Regions from separate parts of the Gossypium hirsutum genome. Here region 1 is linked to region 2. The links are chromatin contacts, called in public Hi-C maps. All regions are on one chromosome and are shown on one strand. The core of a region is the stretch at or near the end of the contact, and the rest is flanking DNA. Distances in the headings are between cores, read along the strand shown. Region 1 holds the start of LOC121210963 (dual-specificity RNA methyltransferase RlmN). Region 2 holds the start of LOC121203041.

Region 1 (4,876 bases), core at 13-2,512, 160 kb before region 2:
AATGTTTACTTAAGATCTTGAATTTCAACCCTAACCGCAGCAGATTTAGGGTTTGTAGTGTTGCTTATTTGTATTTTTTTAATATTTGAATTTATATAATTACTTCAAAATTTAAATCTAATATGCATTTAGTTTCTACCTTCAAAACAATATGTATTAAATTCAAATCTTATTCTTAAGTATTTGGTTATGTTTGCTGAGGGGAGATTGATTCAATCCGGAGAAGTTTGTAAAGTGTCAGTTTCTTAACTTTGACGAAGGTTTGGGTATTTGAAAATGTGATGGGTTCACAGAATAAAAATGTTTCATCGGGTGCCTAAATAGGTGAATCATGAGTATGGATATAGTTACCCATCAATAAAATCTTATATTTGCGCATGGTAGCAAGTTGTAGCGTGATTTGCTCAAAAATATGGGTTCAAATTTCATCAAATGCAAATGGGAGATTTCCTTGATGTTTGTCCATTCACAACCTATATAGTTCACCTTCTCAGATACCCTATGAGCACACTTTCACTTTGTGAACCCGCCGTCTCTTGAGACATTTAGGCTCTCATTAGAGTTGGGAGACACTCTTCATTGACAATGATATCGGATGTGTTAAGGGGTTCATTGGCTTTGAGTAGACGATGGTTTGATATTATTTTTAATGGGGGAATTTCATATAATAATTGAGTTCAAATCCTGTCAAGCGCAAGTATGAGATTTCCTTGACGAGTGATTATGCGCAAAGTGTATGGTTTGCATTATCAAATACTTGATGGAGTACTTATTTTGTGAATCTATTACCTTTGTAGCCACTTCACAAATTTATTTTAACCAAATCGACCTCCTTTTAAAAAAAAAATTCAAGCAACATAGAATAAATGAATCCATTATTTATTAAAGTAAAATAACTTTAGATGATAAAATCGAATGTTTGAACTCCTTATTTCGTAAAGTAAAACAAACTTAAATAACAATAATTTAAGAAGTAATAATATATTTATTTCAAATTTACTAGCAATAGTGATTATAATCTAAAATTTAATATTATTTGATTTTGTAATATCTTACTTTTGCAAGAAATAAAATTATTATAAATTTCTTCCAGGTGATTAGTCCAAAGTCTGAGATACATTCTAATTATTAAGGAAAAGAAAATTAAAAATGGTTCACCATAAAACGTATCTTACTTTTTTCATTTCTATTCTAATTTCCATTGGTTTTTTCCGCTAACAAAAAGAGCTACGACGTCGTGTAAGATGATAGTATCGGAAACGAAACCCTGATAAAAACCTGGGATTTTCAGTAAACAACAAAACACAAAATGGAGACGGGTTATATGTGGATGAGGCGAGTCCGATTCGGAGTTAACCCTCTCCCCCTCGCTATGGCTTATTCCTCCTCTGCTACTACACTTCCTTGTTTTCCCCCTCACCCTCTCTTTTCCTTCACTTGTTTCAAACCGCCTCACCTCATTTCCTTACCTTCTTCCTATGGCCCTCGCTCCATTTCTATTTCCACCCCCTCTTGCTGCTCTTCTGCTTCCTCACTACTTTCCCTCCCAGAAAACCATGATTTCCCTGATGGTGAACGTGGCCAAACCTATACACATCTGTCCAAGGGCTCCAAGGTGCTTCTCAAAGGGCTGAATTATGCCGAGTTTCAAGTGGGTCTTTATTTTATTTGAACAATTTATGTTCTGAAGTTTGTATTTTGAATCCGTGTGTCTAATCTTATTGGGGGTTTCTTTTTCAGGAATGGGTTCAATCACATGGATTCAGGCCTGGTCAGGCTTTAATGTTATGGAAGCGTCTCTATGGAGACAATATCTGGGCACATGATATTGATGAACTAAAAGGTTTTTTTTTTCTTTCTATCAAGCTTACTTCATCCATTAGAGAACCATGTTTTTCCTTTTTTTTTGTTTTATTTTTGCTTTTGTAATCTTGCTAATGAGCGAACTGATTTAGTTCCCGTGTTATTCCTGTAACTTTTCTTTTGTACTGATTGAACTGATGTGCAATCGTGGCTTTTAGGATTAAACAAAGATTTCAAGAAAATGCTGAGTGAGCATGCTGAACTTAGGGCCTTGTCCTTGAAAGATATTCTCACTGCATCTGATGGCACTAGAAAGGTACGCATAATCTAATCATGTGCAATCTCTGGCAATGTGATTAGACTATTTGTTTTGACTCGGATGCTTTTCATCTCTGTAAAACCTTAAATTTGTATGTCCACCTTGGGTCAGTTGCTTGCGTTACTTTGAGAATCTTCTCATTGATTTTGAAACTCACACAGGAGGTTGCAGATATTGTTTGCGCTGGATGACGGGTTGGTAATAGAAACAGTTGTGATACCTTGCGATAGGGGCAGGACAACTGTTTGCGTTTCAAGTCAAGTGGGCTGTGCCATGAATTGCCAATTCTGCTATACTGGCAGGTAAATTATATTTTCCTCAATTGGCAATTTAGATAATTTCAGACTCTTAGAAATCTTTTGTCAATAAGGTGCATTCCTTTGATTCATGGATCCATATTGTAGGATGGGTCTGAGGAGGCATTTAACAGCAGCCGAGATCGTAGAGCAAGCAGTATATGCAAGGCGATTGCTCTCTGGTGATGTTGGTTCTATTACGAATGTTGTATTTATGGTATGTTTATTGTAGGTTTCTAGTGTTCATTGAGTGTAATGCTTGAGAAAATATAATTGCTCTCTTGCCCGTTGGGATCTGCATACTTTTTTCTTATATCTATTAGAATGTGTACTTATATTAATAATTTGGCATGTTGTGTGTCTACTAGATGGAGTTTTGTTGTTCTGGAAATGATTACGCAAACAGCATCAAACTGGTCTGTAGTCATAAAGTGCTAGTTATTTGAAAGTCAGTTTTTGAGCAAAAAATTTCATTTCTTTAAGGAATAATTGCAAGAATTCTGTTTTGACCTTCTGTTATTGCGTGTTTTAATTATATATGGCAAGTAGAGTTGTCAACCCTTTATATTGTGTATAGACACTCAAAAGAATTTCCCTTTAAATGAACTATTGTTGTTTCAATTTTCTTTTCCACATCAGCTTCTTTCAATTATTCTTGTGGGGAACAATGTAAATCTTGTGGGTATTTAATCCTGTTTTTGCTGTAGTAAACTCAATGGGTTTTGTTAGATTATATGGTAGTTGAGTAGTCAATGGTTTCCAGCTTACCTGTTTTGGTCGTAATAAATGAAAATATTGTGGGAATTTAATCCTCTTTCTACAGAATACTAGTGGGTTCAACAGGGTCGTCTTAGATTATCTGGGAGATGGGTATTCAATGATTTTTCAGTGAAACTCTAATCCTATTGTTGCTATGTGAATTTGTAGGGAATGGGTGAACCATTTCATAATATTGAAAATGTCATAAGAGCTGCTGATATCATGGTGGATGAACAAGGCCTTCACTTTAGCCCTCGCAAGGTCACTGTTTCTACAAGCGGACTTGTCCCTCAGCTGAAACGTTTTCTCCATGAATCAAAATGTGCATTAGCTGTTAGTTTAAATGCTACAACTGATGAGGTACTTTATTATCATATATATTCTTATTGCTGCTCCTCTTTCTTTTGCATAAATATATGCAGACATGCACATACACATAAGGGAGAGAGGAGTGCACTTGTGTGGACACTCGCACACTAAAGGAAGGCACAAATAAATGTAGAGGGGGAGATCTAGAAAGTGGGAGACTGACATTTTTTTGACAAATCATGCAGGTCAGAAATTGGATCATGCCAATTAATCGGAAGTATAAATTAAGCTTTCTTCTTGAGACCCTTAGGGAGGAACTAAAGTTCAAAAATAACTACAAAGTTCTATTTGAATATGTGATGCTAGCGGGAATCAATGACAGGTTAGATAACCTTTCCCTTTTGAGCAATATTTCATATTGTTTAAGTGTTTGGGTATGCAGAGTTAGATTGTATGCAATCACCCTTTCCCCTAAAATATTGAAACTTGTGGACTGTCGATTAATGTGTGTGTATCAATTTCAAGGGCCAGTTCAAGTGCAACTGAGATTTGGACAATATGATTATACATAACACATTGTGTCTCAAACATTTTGCTTTATCTTAGACCTGAAGTATAGATATTCGGTCTACAGATTGAATTTCAGTGGGTCTCAATCCGTTTGTCTCTGCAGTGATGTAACCTCAATATCCTACCTGTTGGTCTATTGTAGAACTCTAGTCAAGCTATCATAATATCTCTGTTGTTTTTGAATCGTTGATTGCCATATTCTGAAACCACTAAGGTGTTTATTAGTTTTCACAATTTTAGTTTGAATTGATATAATTCTAACCGCCAATGGGACTTTGATTTAATTTCTATCTGCAGCATTGAAGATGCAAAGAGGTTAATCGATCTTGTGGAGGGTATTCCATGCAAAATCAATCTTATTTCATTTAATCCTCATTGTGGTTCTCAATTTAGACCGAGCAACGATGAGAAGATGATCGAGTTTAGAAATATTTTAGCAGAAGGTGGTTGCATTGTTTTTATGCGCTTCAGTAGAGGTGATGATCAGATGGCTGCCTGTGGTCAGCTGGGGAATCCCGGATCAAGTCAAGCACCATTGCTCCGTGTTCCGGAGCCATTCCGGGTGGCTCTAAACTTGGGCGTGTGATTTCTTGGATTATAAACAATCTGGATTTGCTTAATCTTTCTTCAAAGATGAAACAAAAATGAGGGGATGGTAATCATTTCTCAAGCCTCAGATTAGGGGAGTAGGAACGAAGGCATGTTAGAGCCTGTTGTATTTTTTCTACTCTTCTTCTCGTCGTATACGAAGTGGATTGGTTTAATAAAATGTGCTTTTTCTTTATGGGGTTAAATCTAAATTTACATTTTCTTTGGTAGT
Region 2 (4,744 bases), core at 107-2,606:
TTATCATTCCAACCATAGTTGCATTTAGTTTTTATATAAACTTATAATAAATATATTTTTTATATTTTTTTTACCCACAATGTGGGTGTACCATAATCTCGTTATAATAAAATCCCTTGTTGAGATTAATGTCTCAAGAAAATTACTTTAAAAAATATTTTTTTAAAAAAAAGAATAAATCTCATTCTAGTGGTGCTTTTATTTTATTTTGTTTTGTTTTTTTTACTATTTTTATATGAAATATTCAAATAAAAAACTAAAAATCACTAGTTAAAAAAATTCAAATGTCTTAAAATGGAACCAAAATTGATAAAAAAAAATTATATAAAAACTTTACCACTTCCTCTGTAATTAAATTATAAATAAATTTTTTATAAAATTAATTTTAATATAAAATTTTTCATTCACCTACGACACGATCCTAGTACATATAATGTTTAACTATTAAACCAATCACACAAATGCAACAAAAATTACACCACTTTCTTTCAATGATAAGAAACCACATAAACTCACATTGACATTGTTATTTCGTTTTACTATTTCATCAAATTTTCAAATCTTTAATTCTTGGTTTGTGATTATGAATTTAAATTTTATTTATTATGTAATATAATTGAGATTTAAAAAGTATAAAAATATAAATTTATCAAATTAAAAAATATTTTTTAAAATTTCAAATTTGCTATTAGATAATCATGAATTTGAGAAATAATTATAAATACAATATTTTTAAATATTGTACCATTCAAATTATTCTATTTTTAATTCTAAATCCAAATTTTGAAAGTTAACTTGCCAATAATAATAAAGTTAAAATATGTTGTTTTTAAAAATTTAGAATTTAATTTTTGTCCTTTTATTTTTAAAAATTTAATTCTTTTATTTTGCATATTTGAAAATTTAAGTGTAATTATTAACACTATTAAAATTTTTTTTTATTAAATTTAGATTCGTTAAAAAAAATTTTAGTTACATAATTACCGAATGAAATTTTTTTAAAACATTACAACAATAAATTTAATAAAAAATTAACCGCATTAATAATTAAGCTTAAATTTAGAATTTTAAAAAATTAAACTCATAAAAATATAAATATAAATATAAATATAAATAAAATAAAATTTAAATTCCGAAAAAGATTTTAACCTAATAATAAACGCATTGGGTAATAAGAAGAGATAAAAAGTAGAAAGTGAAAAACCAAACGAGTAGTTTCGCCAACTCGAAAACGAGGCTTTAACCCAAGGAATTCCCCAATACCGGTAAACTTTACACACCAAGGTGCATTTTAGCAGGATACCCTCAAAAGGAAATGAAATTACAAAATACCCCCAGAAATCACATAACCTGAACGTTAGAACCGGCCCTCTCCTTCCCTCACTCCCCAATATAAAATCTATATATCGCATGACGAAAACTCTCTCAACGCGTTCCCGTCGATTAGCATAGCAAAGAAGAAACCTACCCGCTACGACAAAAATTAACTCCTTCAAAGCCAGTTGAAAAAGATTAAGGAAATCCATCGGGAATTCTTGGTATTAAACATTGAGCTCGCTCTGTGATGCGATCAATGGTGTTTTCCGGTGAGAGAGGGATGGCGATGGGACCCGAGAGATCAAAACCTCTTCACAATTTCAACCTTCCTTGTTTGAAGTGGGGCAATCGGAGATATCTCAGGTGTATGAAACTTGACGATGCTTCCACCGCCACCGACTCTTCCACCGCCCCCCCTGCTGATCACAACCAGCATTGTCGTCGCCGTGTCCTTCAAAGACGCCGATCTCCCCCCTCTAAGTTTGACAGTTTGATGGTTGGTGGAATGCGGCGGCGCGAATCAGAGTCATCTCCCAGCAGCAAGAACACCGATTACGCTAGGGAGCAGCGGTTGAGGATATCTAAGGGGGAGGCGGCGGCGGGGATCGAGGCAGTTAGGGAGAAGATCATTAAGGATCTTAAAACGGCGGCGGATGAGATCAAAGATGCAATTTTTAGAGACGAAGTGTCCGACGACGATGAGGTGGATGACGACGAGGAGGAATTTGAAGAGCCTAAACATAAGCACAAAGTTAAAGATAAAGAGAGGGAGGAATCGCCTGCGGTAGAGGTGGAGGCGAGGCCGTGGAATCTGAGGACAAGGCGTGCCGCGTGTAAGGCTCCGGTTGACGGAGAAGTAACTAACAACAATTACAGTTCTCCGATGAGGAATGAGGTGTTTCAGTCATCCAGAGTAAGAGACAAGGGACCACCGGCGGCATCGGCGGTGGCCTCCGACAAGAAAAAGCCACGACCGAAATTTTCGGTGCCGCTATCGAAGAAAGAGATCGAGGAGGATTTCATGGCGATGGCCGGGCACCGCCCTCCGAGAAGACCAAAGAAACGCGCACGCAATGTTCAGAAGCAATTGGATGTAAGTTTCGTTTTATTTTTTTTTTATTTTTTACATTTTTTCCGATTGTTTTTGGTGTTTTTCATTATTTATTTATTTGTTTATTGGTTGGTTATTGGTTTTGGTTACAGTACTTGTTTCCCGGATTGTGGCTGACGGAGGTAACGGCGGATGCCTACAAGGTTCCGGAGTTGGCTGAAAACGGCAAGGTAAAATCTCTTATATATATATATATCCTAATTTTAATCCGTCTTTTTTAAATTTTAACAAAAAAGAAGCCAACTACCAAGAAAATACGAATTCAAAAAAAAAAGTTCCACCTTTCTTCTCCTCTCTGTTTCTGATCATCTTCCGGGAACCAAACAAATAAAGAAAGGAAAGGGTCTAATGTAAGATCTCCGCATTGTGATTGAATCGAGATTTGACATGTTGCTATTTGACTTTCTGCAGAGGTAGTAAAGGGGGTGTTTCAACTTGCAACAAGCTCGATTGGAGGCTTCTGTTTACCGACTGATGGTAATTTTGTGACCGTAATTAGTCGTCTCGTATACAGTGGTACCAGACCTTTGTGAATTTAGGAATTTCACAAAAACAAAGTTGAATTTGCCTTTTTAACTTTCTGGTGTCGGTTCAATTGCTTTAAAGAAAATGCTAATTTTTGTTTTAATATGCTCTTCATTCATTTTATTTCTTTATCTCAAGCTGAATAATCTTGTACAAAGTAAGGTGACAAGTACATCTGTGTTTTCTTTTTAATAGAAGAGAATGGTTCTTCTGATTACAATTGTTGAATGGTCTTTTTGATTCTGTTGAGTGCACCAAGTAAAATCCTGCTACTTACAGTTATTAAACCAAAACATTTAACAACTGCATTTGTGTTGGTACGAATGAGGAACAAATGATAGTATATCTGCAGATGCTGTAGCTTTATCTGAATTGAACTTGCATTCTTGATAATTGCATCATAGCTAATTCTTTTGGTTATGCTTGTTTGGATTTCTAAAGCTAATTGAACTCGAGAGTGTGCATAACTTGGATTCTTATGCACCTAATTCAAAAACTGCTATTTAAAACAGGTTTTCAACTTGCAGACTATTTGGTTAAGCGTTATTTTGGATTTGCTAAAGCTAAATGGAAAACATTGAACTGTGTTGTTTGGCCATTCATTGGGCATTGGTAGAGCTATCACTGACTTCCAGCATTGAGAAAAGCTACTTTTAATCCTTGGGTTGTTCATCCTTGGTAATTGCATTTGTGTTAGGTAATGAAATAACATACGAGTGCATTCATTGGTGTCTCTCACAATAATGCCTGTTAAGACACAAGGAGCTTTTTGAAACCCTCGCTCCCACCCACCTAAACAATGTATTGTTGTTGGATTAAAAGCAGTAGTGGAACAGAGAAGATCACTAGATATAAGATTTTGGCACGGGGTTGCTGAGGCAGAGATGGAAGGAAGCCCGCAGTCTCTCTGATTCAACAAAACCAGCCAAATTTGACCACGGAAACGTGTCTGTAGGAGGCCCCAACTCCCTTCGCATTTGCAAAGCTTGTATCTTTATTTCCGGATGAGGAGGATTTTGTATAGTCGCAGGCCTTGATCGCTTATGTCTATGGAATGTCCGCGAGGAATAAGGTCCTCTTGGCTCTTTTTTTGGGTCCTTTATCATCTTAAAAATCACGTCAAATTGGATGACTTTTTGTTTTTTTTATCTTTTATTTTTTTATAATTAATAAAGAAAACGGGGTTGTTTAGGATCGAATTCAAATTCTAATACCTATAACATAATACTTTTATCATTAGATTAAGAGATTGTAGGCTTTTGTTTTTATTATTAATAAATGAAAATAAAAATAAGAAACGTAATATTGTGCAATACAAACAATGTAGGATATAACAGAGAAGTTGGGGGTTGGGTAGAGGGATCATTGTTTGACCTTTTTTTCCCTATAATTATTAAGGGAAAAAAATAGTAGTTTGAGGAAGTATGACTAAACCATTGGAATTTGATAAAGGAGAAGTACTACTGCATGAGCTGCTAATTTGGAAGTAGTAAAAAATGTCAAAATTTTGTTTTAATTATATGTTAAGATAGTATTGACTTCAGGGTCGCCTAATCCAACGAATGTGATTTAAATGGATAAAAAGGGTTCTTTAGATTTCAATACATTGAATCTAGAAACCTTTTAGGTTTGGGAGCCGAGGCAGGCGTGTGCTCTCTCTCTCTCTCAACTCCAGATCTGTGTTTGGGGGAACTTCACTCCTCTTTTGGTTTAAATATTCATTTAGTTCTGTACCAACATTTTGATTTTTTCTTTTTTTTCTTTTAATCTAGTTAAATCAGCGATACGTGA

Evidence for each region. Hi-C and Micro-C count contacts between places; a contact is called where the count stands out from the background.
Region 1: a Hi-C map of leaf shows a contact between it and region 2, with 2.4 times the contacts expected there. The contact joins the promoter of LOC121210963 here to the promoter of LOC121203041 in region 2. A contact is called at or near these places in 2 of 34 Hi-C or Micro-C datasets (both in leaf).

What each region holds. Positions count from the first base shown.
Region 1 is chrA12:89,417,130-89,422,005 of Gossypium_hirsutum_v2.1, reverse strand. It overlaps LOC121210963 (dual-specificity RNA methyltransferase RlmN), which reads left to right and starts at 1,262. Exons shown (of 8, transcript XM_041083017.1): 1 at 1,262-1,651; 2 at 1,741-1,843; 3 at 2,022-2,119; 4 at 2,294-2,424; 5 at 2,527-2,635; 6 at 3,346-3,537; 7 at 3,732-3,868; 8 at 4,354-4,840. The coding sequence starts at 1,310. The coding sequence ends at 4,642.
Region 2 is chrA12:89,253,470-89,258,213 of Gossypium_hirsutum_v2.1, reverse strand. It overlaps LOC121203041, which reads left to right and starts at 1,356. Exons shown (of 4, transcript XR_005906270.1): 1 at 1,356-2,410; 2 at 2,521-2,598; 3 at 2,840-2,905; 4 at 3,651-4,229.